Regions from separate parts of the Mus musculus genome. Here all the other regions are linked to region 4. The links are chromatin contacts, called in public ChIA-PET and HiChIP or PLAC-seq maps. All regions are on one chromosome and are shown on one strand. The core of a region is the stretch at or near the end of the contact, and the rest is flanking DNA. Distances in the headings are between cores, read along the strand shown. Region 1 holds the start of D630024D03Rik (RIKEN cDNA D630024D03 gene). Region 2 overlaps Stk10 (serine/threonine kinase 10). Region 3 holds the start of Stk10 (serine/threonine kinase 10). Region 4 holds the start of Snrnp25 (small nuclear ribonucleoprotein 25 (U11/U12)).

Evidence for each region. ChIA-PET counts read pairs in DNA pulled down with a chosen protein or histone mark. HiChIP or PLAC-seq counts read pairs in DNA pulled down with a chosen protein or histone mark.
Region 1: a contact with region 4 is called in an HNF4G HiChIP or PLAC-seq map of pancreatic cancer cells. The contact joins the promoter of D630024D03Rik here to the promoter of Snrnp25 in region 4. A contact is called at or near these places in 1 of 39 promoter capture datasets (the HPC-7 cell line) and 1 of 115 datasets of contacts at active chromatin or transcription factors (pancreatic cancer cells).
Region 2: a contact with region 4 is called in an H3K4me3 HiChIP or PLAC-seq map of embryonic stem cells, with 7 times the contacts expected there. The contact joins the enhancer-like site here to the promoter of Snrnp25 in region 4. A contact is called at or near these places in 1 of 484 Hi-C or Micro-C datasets (embryonic stem cells), 4 of 115 datasets of contacts at active chromatin or transcription factors (embryonic stem cells, pancreatic cancer cells and stem cell-derived neural progenitor cells) and 3 of 9 other capture datasets (adipose tissue, embryonic stem cells and liver).
Region 3: an RNA polymerase II ChIA-PET map of memory CD8 T cells shows a contact between it and region 4, with 146 read pairs. The contact joins the promoter of Stk10 here to the promoter of Snrnp25 in region 4. A contact is called at or near these places in 5 of 39 promoter capture datasets (the HPC-7 cell line, embryonic stem cells, hematopoietic stem and progenitor cells and 1 more), 4 of 484 Hi-C or Micro-C datasets (the G1E-ER4 cell line, embryonic stem cells and fetal liver), 2 of 115 datasets of contacts at active chromatin or transcription factors (embryonic stem cells and memory CD8 T cells) and 2 of 9 other capture datasets (adipose tissue and pancreatic islet).

Annotation. Positions count from the first base shown.
Region 1 is chr11:31,823,258-31,825,957 of GRCm38.p6, forward strand. D630024D03Rik (RIKEN cDNA D630024D03 gene) reads right to left here and starts at 1,290. Exons shown (of 4, transcript NR_102314.1): 1 at 1,036-1,290.
Region 2 is chr11:32,613,384-32,616,083 of GRCm38.p6, forward strand. Stk10 (serine/threonine kinase 10) reads left to right here. Exons shown (of 19, transcript NM_009288.2): 15 at 79-203; 16 at 1,142-1,330; 17 at 2,398-2,523. Among named protein-coding and RNA genes, the nearest start is that of Fbxw11, 28 kb to the right of the region's middle. Within about 2 kb of position 1,333, at least 22 of the 459 cell types and tissues checked have an H3K27ac peak or open chromatin away from gene starts, as enhancers often do. A contact at or near this core is called in embryonic stem cells, where this site is marked.
Region 3 is chr11:32,531,959-32,534,658 of GRCm38.p6, forward strand. Stk10 (serine/threonine kinase 10) reads left to right here and starts at 1,308. Exons shown (of 19, transcript NM_009288.2): 1 at 1,308-1,601. The coding sequence starts at 1,446. It also overlaps a transcript of Efcab9 not described here.
Region 4 is chr11:32,203,993-32,206,692 of GRCm38.p6, forward strand. Snrnp25 (small nuclear ribonucleoprotein 25 (U11/U12)) reads left to right here and starts at 1,423. Exons shown (of 5, transcript NM_030093.3): 1 at 1,423-1,671. The coding sequence starts at 1,630. It also overlaps a transcript of Il9r not described here.

The DNA of each region.
Region 1 (2,700 bases), core at 40-2,539, 380 kb before region 4:
CACTGCATCTCTCCCTGAGGCCCAAGGTGACTATTGCATGAGCTTCCTGCAAGTGACAATCATTTCTTAGTTACCTTGTTAGCCCTGGTGCCCAGATAGGGCGTGGCATGGTTTAGGAGTCCAGTCTGGAATGGAGGATACAATAAATGGATGCAGGAATCCTCCTGATAGCAGGAGCAGAGCTTTGGGTTTTCAAGACTGAGCTGTCAGCTTTCAGTAGAGCTGAAGATGAGTTGGAACTGCAAGGACGAACATGGGCGAACTACATGGGCGAACAGCTACCACTTGCATTCTAGAATCATACGGCCTTGTGTGGTTTTGAGACAGTCTTCCAGCTCTGTGGCTAGCCCCACTTGGGTACCTCTTCCAGAGTGTGGCTTTCGTGGAACCCATTGTCATTAGTGGGGGCTGCTGCTTGTACGGAATGGGGGTTGCAATATTCCTGCCTTTGTGCCTGAAGGCCACAGTCTTCTTTCTCTCCACCAAGGCTCGTCACACACTGCTGGCCTCACCCCAGCATCTGACCCAATTAATCTGGGATACGGCTAGGGAGAGTCATAGAGCAGATTATACTTGGTAAAAGGTGGGGAGGAGGAAAAGCAAAGAGAATTACAACAAAATCCCCAACTGAAATTCAACTACTTGGAGGTTCTAGCACAAAGCATACTAAGGCTTTATGCTACAGGTAAACAGGTCCAGAAAGCCCCCTTGTTTTCCACCCATCCCATGAGGACAGCTAAACACGGTATTGCTGAACAAAGCATTATCTAGCTTTAGCTTCAGAAAATGAGACCAAATTTTCCAACAAAATTGCCTTGATGAGGCTTCTGAATGCCCTTTCCTTAAGGTAGGAAAGTTTGAAAGAGAGATGGAAAACCGGACACCTGTTTTGTTACCCCAACTGGAAATAGGCTCAGCTATTTCCCCCAGGGTAGCATATGAATATTCTCACCTCCCACATTTGCTAAAACCCAAGAACTTTATTCTAGTTTTTAAAAAAATTATTACTATTATTTGAGTTTTTGAGATACTTACTGCGTAGCCCTGGGTAGCCTTGAACTCAGGGATCCCCCAGCCTCTGCCTCTGAGTGCTCAGCCCTCACAGCCTTGTTGTAAAGGTGCAGTACCCAGCACTGTAGTCAGAAAAGTGGCCAGACAAATGGAGCTAGCCCCTGAGAGTGAAAACACCAGTTTGCCAAACCCTAAACACAGAAACAAGTGGGGATTGGGGGAGTTTCTATCAGCCCGGCTCAAGAGCCAGGCTAACTCAGCAGCGAGGTCGCACTCCCTGCCCTGGAAAAATCAGAGCAGGGCACGTGACTGTGGGTAGCCAGGGAGACGGTTTTGAGCATTTTCCATTCGTGAACACAGATATGCCTCAAGCAGTACATGTGTCCCTCAAAATCTATGTTGAATCCCTGGCCTGGGTGTTCCACCCCTGATCTCCCGAGGGCAGAGGGTGAAGCCCTGCATAGCAGGTGAATATGGCACGTGGCTGCTCCATTCTCATAGTTTCACAATTTTCACATTTTGCTCAGTTTGCGTGAGATGTTCCAATGACAGATGACTAAGCCAAAAAACCGCTGTGGTTACCATGGCATCCTGCCATCCAACACAGCTGTGGAGCCACCCAGATTTGAAAGGAGTGTCCCGGGGGTCGGTCCCAGCTCTCAGATAGGTGTCTACAGAGGTCATCTGGCTCACTGTGCTGGGCGTGACTTGGCATCTGCTGAGCAAACACACGGCATCTTCCTGGGAGGCCACCTTGACACACTTTGGCCCAACCTGTTCTCCTGAAGCTGGGGTTTTGTAAGAGGCCAAATTCCAGGCTGGGGCAGAATAAACAAGAGTACATGGCTAATGATTGTTGAGTTTGCCTGGAACACAACTGACTGCACATTTCAGAGGAGACTTTCCGACCCCACCTGACCTATGCCTACTAAACAGTAGTGAAGCTATGAACAACCAGGGGCTTCCAGGTCCCCATGGTGTCTGCTGGTGATTTCTCTCTGTCCTTTGAAGAGTAATAGAGACATACCTGTTATCAATTTGGAGTTCTCTGTCTTAATCTGCTTAACAAGTAAATAATATTTTTCTGCTTAAAACCTTACACCCATCTATCACTTCACAGTCTTCAAAAAGATTCCCAATTCTACCCTGGTTTCAGTTTTGGGAGAGTGGGAATGGTAGTCCAAGCTCAGAGAGGGCCCAAGGACACACAGCCAGGAGATGTCTGGGTCAGAAGTTGAGATTTTTTTTACAAGCAAGTCAGGCAAAAACAGTGCTTATATTTGGTCTTTTGGCTTGGGAGATAAACTTCCTCTCTTGGTAGAGATGCTGGGTCTAGAGTTGGAGGGTATGGGAGGGAACCAATGTATTTCCACCTCGGAGGTAGCTCAGAATATTGCCTCCACCTTCTGTTTAAATATAGCCACAGCCCTCCAATTGCAGTATCTATTTACCCTCTTTGGGGTTCTGGAGACCTCATACTTCTTAAGCATACACGCACCAGTGAGCCCCATGCTCAGCCCCCCGAGAAGTCAGAGAAAGCAGCCAGCGGTTAGACAGTTGTTTCTGGCCTGCTACCATCCTGCTGTCTAGATCTGAGCTTTCTAACCACTTACGACTTTGCACTTGAGAGTCTTCAAAACACACACACACACACACACACACACACACACACACACACACACACTCATG
Region 2 (2,700 bases), core at 83-2,582, 410 kb after region 4:
GGGAGGGGACTGGGTGACAACTTGTTCTGTCTCCGGCCTTGTGCACTCCTCACCGTGTGGGTGGCGTGTCCTCCACAGACCGTGAGGCGGCCCTGTGGGAGATGGAGGAGCACCAGTTGCAGGAGCGACATCAGCTGGTGAAGCAGCAACTGAAGGACCAGTACTTCCTGCAGCGGCATGACCTGCTGCGTAAGCATGAGAAGGTGAGACGGGGCGGGGCAGGATGAGGGGCCGCTTGATGGCAGCACCCAGGAAGGGCTGCTGCAGCCACAGTGAGGGCCCAAGACCATCCCCAGGTGCCCCATGTGAGAGTCAAGGAAACCACGGGAGGATGAAGATGGGCAGGCAGCTCCCTTGCTCACCCAACAGCTCAGTGCTTGGCCCTCTCAGTTCAAAGCCAGTTCTGGGCTACTTGAACCCGCTCTACCCACCCCCAAGGGGGAAAAAAGAAGATGTTTCTTGACTTGTTGGGGTTCTACCCCCTTCAACCATCCAGACTTGAAAGTAACGTATTGTAAGTGTTCTTTAGCCGCATGCCCCTTGGGCTTCCTTGCTTAGTCACACAGGTCTGAAGTAGCCTACCGTAGGGTATTTCCTCTCAGGAACGTGTGGCCAGCAAGAGCTGTGGCTTGCTCCCACTGTCCGGAATCCAGAAGATTGTACTAGATTTTGTCCACCCTGGAAAAGATGCACACTCAAAAGTCTGGGTCCACCCAAATCACATTGCTCTTATGCCTGCAAAGTCAGAATGCTGAGGGTCAAACCATCACAAGTCAGACACTTGTAATGCTGAAAGAACAAAAAACATCCCTGTGGAAATGACTTGGTGGCTAAGGAAGCTTGCCACCAAGCCTGATGACATGAGTTCAATTCCCTGAGCCCTCATAGCAGAAGAAGATAACTGATCCCCGGGATGTGTCTTCTGAGTGCCACGCTCATGCTTGACCCCTCCCCCCCAATAAAATAAATACGTGTAAAAAGAAAAGAATGAAAGAACAATGTCTTTGAACTATAGAAGGGAGCTAACAGCTCTTCCATGCTGGCACCTGGGGCTCCCGGGCTGAGCATGGTGGCCTTTGGCTCCTGAGCACCCTCCATACCTAGAGCTCCCTCACCTCTGCTTGGTGTCCCCCCCCCCCAGGAGCGGGAACAGATGCAGCGCTACAACCAGCGCATGATGGAGCAGCTGAAGGTCAGACAGCAACAGGAGAAGGCGCGGCTACCCAAGATCCAGAGGAGCGACGGCAAGACGCGCATGGCCATGTACAAGAAGAGCCTGCACATCAACGGTGCGGGCAGTGCCTCTGAGCAGCGCGAGAAGATCAAGCAGGTGGGGACTGCGTGCGTGCGTGCGTGCGTGCGTGCGTGCGTGCGTGCGTGCGTGCGTGCGTCCGGTAGGCTGTGGGCAGTGAGCATGGGGGAGCTGGGTAAGGACTGGCCGCATGGACTGGCTGCATACAGCAGGGGACCCGCATGTCAGATGTTAGATAGAGCCCAGTGTGTAAGTCAGTCATGGCCTGGACGTTTCAGTAGCCCGGGAGAAAGCTCCCTTGGTGGGCAGATCCTTGTTCAATAGAGTTGGTCATGCACTGGTTTCCTTCATGACCCCATGTTTACATGCATGACGTTCTGTGTTCTCATCCACCCTGACCTCCTGTGTGATTCAGGCCCCTCAGAATTTTTTATTTTATTTTATTTTTAAAATTTATTTATTTATTTAGTTAGTTTTGTTTTTTTCGAGACAGGGTTTCTCTGTGTAGCCCTGGCTGTCCTGGAACTCACTCTGTAGACCAGGCTGGCCTTGAACTCAGAAATCTGCCTGCTTGCCTCTGCCTCTGCCTCTCTGCCTCTGCCTCTGCCTCTGCCTCTGCCTCTCTGCCTCTGCCTCTGCCTCTACCTCTGCCTCTGCCTCTCTGCCTCTCTGCCTCTCTCTCTGCCTCTCTCTCTGCCTCTCTGCCTCTCTGCCTCTCTGCCTCTCTGCCTCTCTGCCTCTGCCTCTCTGCCTCTGCCTCTCTGCCTCTCTGCCTCTCTGCCTCTCTGCCTCTCTCTCTGCCTCTCTGCCTCTCTGCCTCTGCCTCCCAAGTGCTGGGATTAAAGGCGTACACCAACACTGCTCGGTGTCCCTGTGATTTCTATCCTGGCACTTGTCATCTCACCCTATCAGGTGACCCAGCAGGGTGACACTTGCCAGTGGCTGGGTCTCCACTCAGGGCAAGTTTCAGTAGTGAGAGCAGAACCTGAGGTGGGCTGGACTCAGAGCATCGCGGCCCAGTCCCTAGGATGGGCCTTGCTGGCTCAGGCTGAACTAGGCAAAGTCCCGCCCCCACCCCACCCCCACCCCCACCAGCCGTCCAGGCAAGCTTCTGCCCGCCCAGCAGCAGCATCCTCTTTCTGCAGTTCTCCCAGCAGGAGGAGAAGAGGCAGAAGGCGGAGAGGCTGCAGCAGCAGCAGAAACACGAGAACCAGATGCGAGACATGGTGGCGCAGTGTGAAAGCAACATGAGCGAGCTACAGCAGCTGCAGGTACGCAGCCCTGTGTCTCAGTTTCCCCAAGTCAGTGCTCAGAGGCCACCAGCAGAGTTACATCTCAGTCGGTCAGGCCCGGGTGAGCTGATGCCTGCCTGCCGTGCTACTCTCTGGCTGTTAGACTGGACAAGTCGGACGACCCTCCTAGCCTCTTTTTTATCTCTCTGAAGTAGC
Region 3 (2,700 bases), core at 58-2,557, 330 kb after region 4:
TCATAAAAATGCAGTCATACCTCGTGCGATCTTTGGGTCTGGCTTCTTTCATGTAGCAGGACATTTTTAACGGACCTTTCCATTTTTATCCTTACTTTGTTTTCTTTTGGAACTCCTGGAAATGGTTAGCGCATTCTGACCCTCTGTCCACCCGGTATAGCTGCACAGACTTCAGCAGGTCCCGCTCAACCGAGTGACAGATGTACACTTTGGCTGGTCCACAGGCTGACTCAACAAGAACAGTTTTGCATGACATTTTCTTCTTTTAATTATAAATTTTCCCCGCACTCATTTTGTGGTGGGAACAATTGGAACTGGAGCAACTTTTATTCCGGACGTCCTTAGCACACACAACCCTCTCCGCGCCTAGTATTCACTCTCCAGCCGGCTTTTCGAATGGGGGAACAGCATTTGGCGCGAGACTCTAGGGATATTTTCGAAGAGTCCGGACGAAGGGGACCAACAATTAAAACGCTTTCTCGAGTTAAGAGTGCCCGAGTGTGAGACACTCTTGTTCAGGATGGGAGGGTCTCCAGCATAGATTCTGCAGCTGCCCAGCCCCCAGCACAATCACTAGAACCCACGTTCTGATACCAAGCAAAGACGCTGTGCAAGATGCGGGACGCCCGCAGCCAAGGTAGAGAGGGATGAGGACCAGGATATAGGAGCACCATCCCAGAGATGACTCCGCTTTTATCTCTAATGGGGCTTTTTAATTCGCAAAATAACTAGAAAGTTTTACTTAATAAGGAATATATTTGCTAACCTACCATGAAGCCTAAAGGTCCTAAAGGGACTCTCGTTTCATGTCCAGCGTCCCGGCCGTTTGTGGCTGGCGGAGGCGGGGAAAGTCCGGATGGGCGTAAGCGCGGGGCTCTGCTTTCTGCGGGGCTCAGAGGCAGCACGAGACCTGCCTAGGAAGTGTGGCGAAAGCCACCTGGGACCGCGTGAACTTTGAGGCAAAGAGCACCGAGGACTGGGGTGAGTCCCGGGGCGAGGGGTGCGGGCATCTCGCGCGGGAAGCTGGCGAACCAAGCCTCAGCGGGAGAGTTCTGTGCGCTGATGCACCCACTCGGCACCGACGGCGGTTGAAAGACACCAGCTGAACCCCGGAGGTTTGGGGTTCCGGGAGGCGCAGCGGGCCCAGGGGCCGGCCACCCGGCGGACTACAGTCTCCAGAGTGCCCCGCGGCGCGGGCGGAGCCGCGAGCTCCCGCAGCCAATTGAGGGGTCTCGGGGCGCCGCAGAGCAGGTGGAGCCGGCGGGGACAGGCGCGCGCGCGGGTGCCGGGCGTCCTGCAGGCGGGTCTAGGAGGGGGCGGGGCGGGGCGGGCGGGCCGCGGTTCCTGCAGCTCCCTGTGGCCGCTGGCGCACTCGGCGGGTGCTGCGCTGCGAGGAGGGCGGCTCTCCGAAGCCGCGGGTCCTGTCGTCGCGCTCCTCATCCAGCATGGCTTTCGCCAATTTCCGCCGCATCTTGCGGTTATCCACCTTCGAGAAGAGAAAGTCCCGTGAATATGAGCACGTCCGCCGGGACCTGGACCCCAACGATGTATGGGAGATCGTGGGCGAGCTGGGAGACGGCGCCTTCGGCAAAGTCTACAAGGTGAGAGTTCCGATTGCTGAGCCTACCAGGTCCTGCGAGCCCCTGACCCCCACTCCCACCCCCCGCACAGCTGCTTCTGAGCACTTCCTGTGTGCCCTGTACAGGGCACAAAGGGACGTTTGTAGGATCGAGGCATCCCAGGGGGCTACCGGAGGCATCCCCAGGATCACGGTGATAGGGACACATCTTTTAAAGAGGGACTATACCGATGTTGTGGGAATATTCAGGCTCTGGGCTGTGCCTGCAAGGGTTGGGAGTTGAGGACACTTCTGAAGATGAGCCTACGATCGGTACTGGGGAGGTCAGAAGGGCCCTGGAGTAAGTGAGGACAGGCTTGGGATTAGAAGGCTCAACGGAAAGCGAGGACAGGGTCCTGTGAATGCAGCTGCAGGGCACAGATTTGGCTTCTAGTCGCCTGAGTCACCAGAGGCTCCCTGTCTGCAGTTACCTCTCCCCTGGAGGAAGACAGGCTGAGGAGGAGTGGGTGGGGCATAGATGATTCCATATAGACACGTGTGCAGACGGACAGCTCCTGGGGTTTGGTCCTCTGAGCCAATTCTGAGTGCCTGGGTTGTTGTTCAAAGTACCTAACTCATCTTGACTCCACCCTTTCTCATTTCCTCCTCCTCAACACCCTCCCCCTCCCCCGGCTTCCCCAACCAGGCTGCTCAGGCTGGTCTCCCAGATCTACTTGCCTCAGTCTCTGGAGTAGCTTGGACTGTAGGTTTGGCCACTACAGCATAGCATCCCCTACTTTTATTGGGAGACTCCCATAGTTCAGCTGTCTTAGCTGCCCTCCAAAGCCATATGTCATTGTCCTTGGGGCTTTGGTAGTTAGAGGCCTCACTGACCCTTTCAGGATGCTGGACCCCAGAAAGGGCTTTTCCAGTTCCCCAAGTCGGGCCATGCTCCCTTTGACTTGAAATTGATATGCTAGCGTTGGTCTGCTTCTCGCCCCAGAAGTGTGCTCCCTAGGAAAGATGCTATAGCATCCTTGGGAAGCTTGTAAGGAACTAAGACTCTCAGCTGGGCGTGGTGGTGCACACCTTCAATTCCTGCAGAGGCAGGCAGATCTGAGTCTGAGGCTAGCCTAATCTAC
Region 4 (2,700 bases), core at 173-2,672:
TTTTGAGAAAGGGTCTCACTATGTAACCTGTTCCTCTTACTTTCTTCTTTATCTCTGCTGTGCAACTCTCCTGGGCTTTAAACCCTTTCTCCTGCCTCAGTCTCTCCAAGTGCTAGGATTTTCTCCAAGTGCGTACAACAAGCTTGGCATAGGGGATAAGAGTTTTAAGTAGGATAACCATGATTGAGGGAGGGAGGGAGGGAGGGAGGGAGGGAGAGAGGGAGGGAGGGAGAGGGAGGAGAGGGAGAGAGAGAGAGAGGGAGGGAGGGAGAGAGAGAGAGAGAGAGAGAGAGAGAGAGAGACACGGTTGTTGTTCTTCCAGAGGGCCAAATTTGATTCCCAGCACTCACACGATGTTTCTCAGTGCCCAGAAGAAATACACGCCGAAAATGACCCATACACATAGGATTTTAAAAATGAGGCAAGTGATTAAAGTAGCTATCCAGGGAATGTGACGGGAGCAAAGAAAAAAGAAAAAGCCCACAGTGCTGCCTACACAGCGTCCTCATAAGAACAGTTGTTACAGGGACTGGTGGTGTAAAAGAACACGAGGACTAGAGATCAGCGCATGGCAAGGCTGCCCTTGACAGCTCCGAGGACCACAGGTCCCGCCTAGATTTGTTTTGTTTAGACAACTTCCCTCTGTAGTCCCTGCTCTCCCATACAGACCTAGCTCTCGATTCAGATCCAACTGCCTCTGCCTCCTGTGTGCTGAGATTAAAGGTGTGTGCCACCAAGCCAAAGCTTCACTTCACTTTTTATTCTATTTGTGTGTGTGTGTGTGTTGGAGTTGGAGTTGGTTTTTGTGCGGGGAGGGGGTTGGTGGGTTTTTTGGTTGGTTGGTTGGTTGGATTTTTGAGACAGGGTTTCTCTGTATAGCCCTGGCTGTTCTGGAACTCACTCTGGCCAGGCTGGCCTCGAACTCAGAGATCCGCCTGCCTCTGCCTACCAAGCGCTGGGATTAAAGGCGTGCACCATCATGCCCGGCTTCCACCTTACTTTAAAGTGGACCTTTTAGGCAATTTTTTGGAATGGAGCCCATGGCATAATCTCAAGTGACTGCGAAGCGACCTGGCTGGGGCAACAGCACGCGAGTGGCAACGGCAGGCCCCAGGCAGCAGGAGGCGCCCGCCTCCCAGCGTCACCTTGTTGGGTGATGCCGTGCACGGGGACAGGTGTCTTGCGCGAAACGATAGCAACGCTGGCCTTCCTTGACAACCAGCCCAGACCGAAGAGAAGCTCAGCAGCGGGGAACAGAATAGCTCGTAGCTCCCGCGCCGCTCGCACCACCAACGTGACCTGCTCTATCCAGCCAATAACCTGCTGTCTGCACGCTCCCAGCCTCCCGAAGACTCGCACATTTCATTGGCTACTGAAGCCACGCAGTATACCATTGGCTAAGCTATCTCGTCGGGGCGGGACACAATCACTGCGCACGCGCCTTTTGCTTATCAACCTGGAAGGCAGGGCAGGCTGGAGGAGCGCCGGAAAGCAACACTAGTCTAGTAGTAGGCAGTCCTGGAGGACCCGGAGGCTGAGGATCGGCCGGAGGTGCCGGAGGACGACGAGGATGATGAGGAGACATTGCCCCATTCCGAGGCTGTGGACGTGTTCCAAGAAGGTCTCGCCATGGTGGTGCAAGACCCGCTGCTCTGCGACCTTCCGATCCAGGTGCGAGACAGGGCTCTGGGGTGTGGATGGGCGCTGGTGGTCCCACCAGAGAAAGACGCTTCTGCGCATAAGTGGAACGCTTAGGGTGAGGAGCCCCTCTGAGCCGTGAAGTTTGAATTAAACAAACACTAAGATATGAACTCAGGATGAGTGTGACAAGTCTTTTCCTTTTGCCTGAAACTTCAGTATGCGTGACTTAGTAGTTAATGTATTCTTTAACCTTGCCAATCAAAGGTGTTTTTATTTAACGTCTGTGTGCGCACAGAACTGGGAGCCAAACTGAGAACCTTTCGAATGCTAAATAAGTGCTCTACCACTGAGTTACACAAGTTTATTTGTACTTCCCTCTGTGTTTTATTAAAACATCTCTTGTCTGGCCAGACCTTTAATCTCAGCACCCGGGATGCCGAGGCAAGGGAATCTCTGTGAGTTTGAGGCCAGCCTGATACATTGAGAGCTCCAGGCCAGCCAAGGGTCTGGAGTAGTGGGTCTCTGCCTCAAAACAAACAAAAGACATTTTGTTATCAAAGGTTTTAGGTAGCCGGTCAGTTGCACCCTGGACCTGAGGTACAGGCCTGGAGCCTCTTGATACAATACTCTCAGGATCGCCAGGCCCAGTGTTAATTGAAAATCCTAACACACAATAGGTGTCTTAGTCAGAGTTTTACTGCTGTGAACAGACAGTGTGACCAAGGCAACTCCTTTTTTTTTTTTTTCCTTTAAAGTTTATTCAATACAACCTAATCTCCAACTTCACTGAGGTGGCTGACCACGTGGACTCTTATAAGGACATTTAATTGGGGCTGGCTTACATGTTCAGAGGTTCAGTCCATTATCATCAAGGCAAGAGCATGGCAGCATCTAGGCAGGCATGGTGCAGGGGGAGCTGAGAGTTCTACATCTTCATCTGAAAGCTGCTAGCAGAATATTGGCAGCAAGGATGAGGGTCTTAAAGCCCAAGCCCATAGTGACACACCTACTCCAGCAAGCTACACCTATTGTAACTGGGCCACACCTTCTAATAGTGCC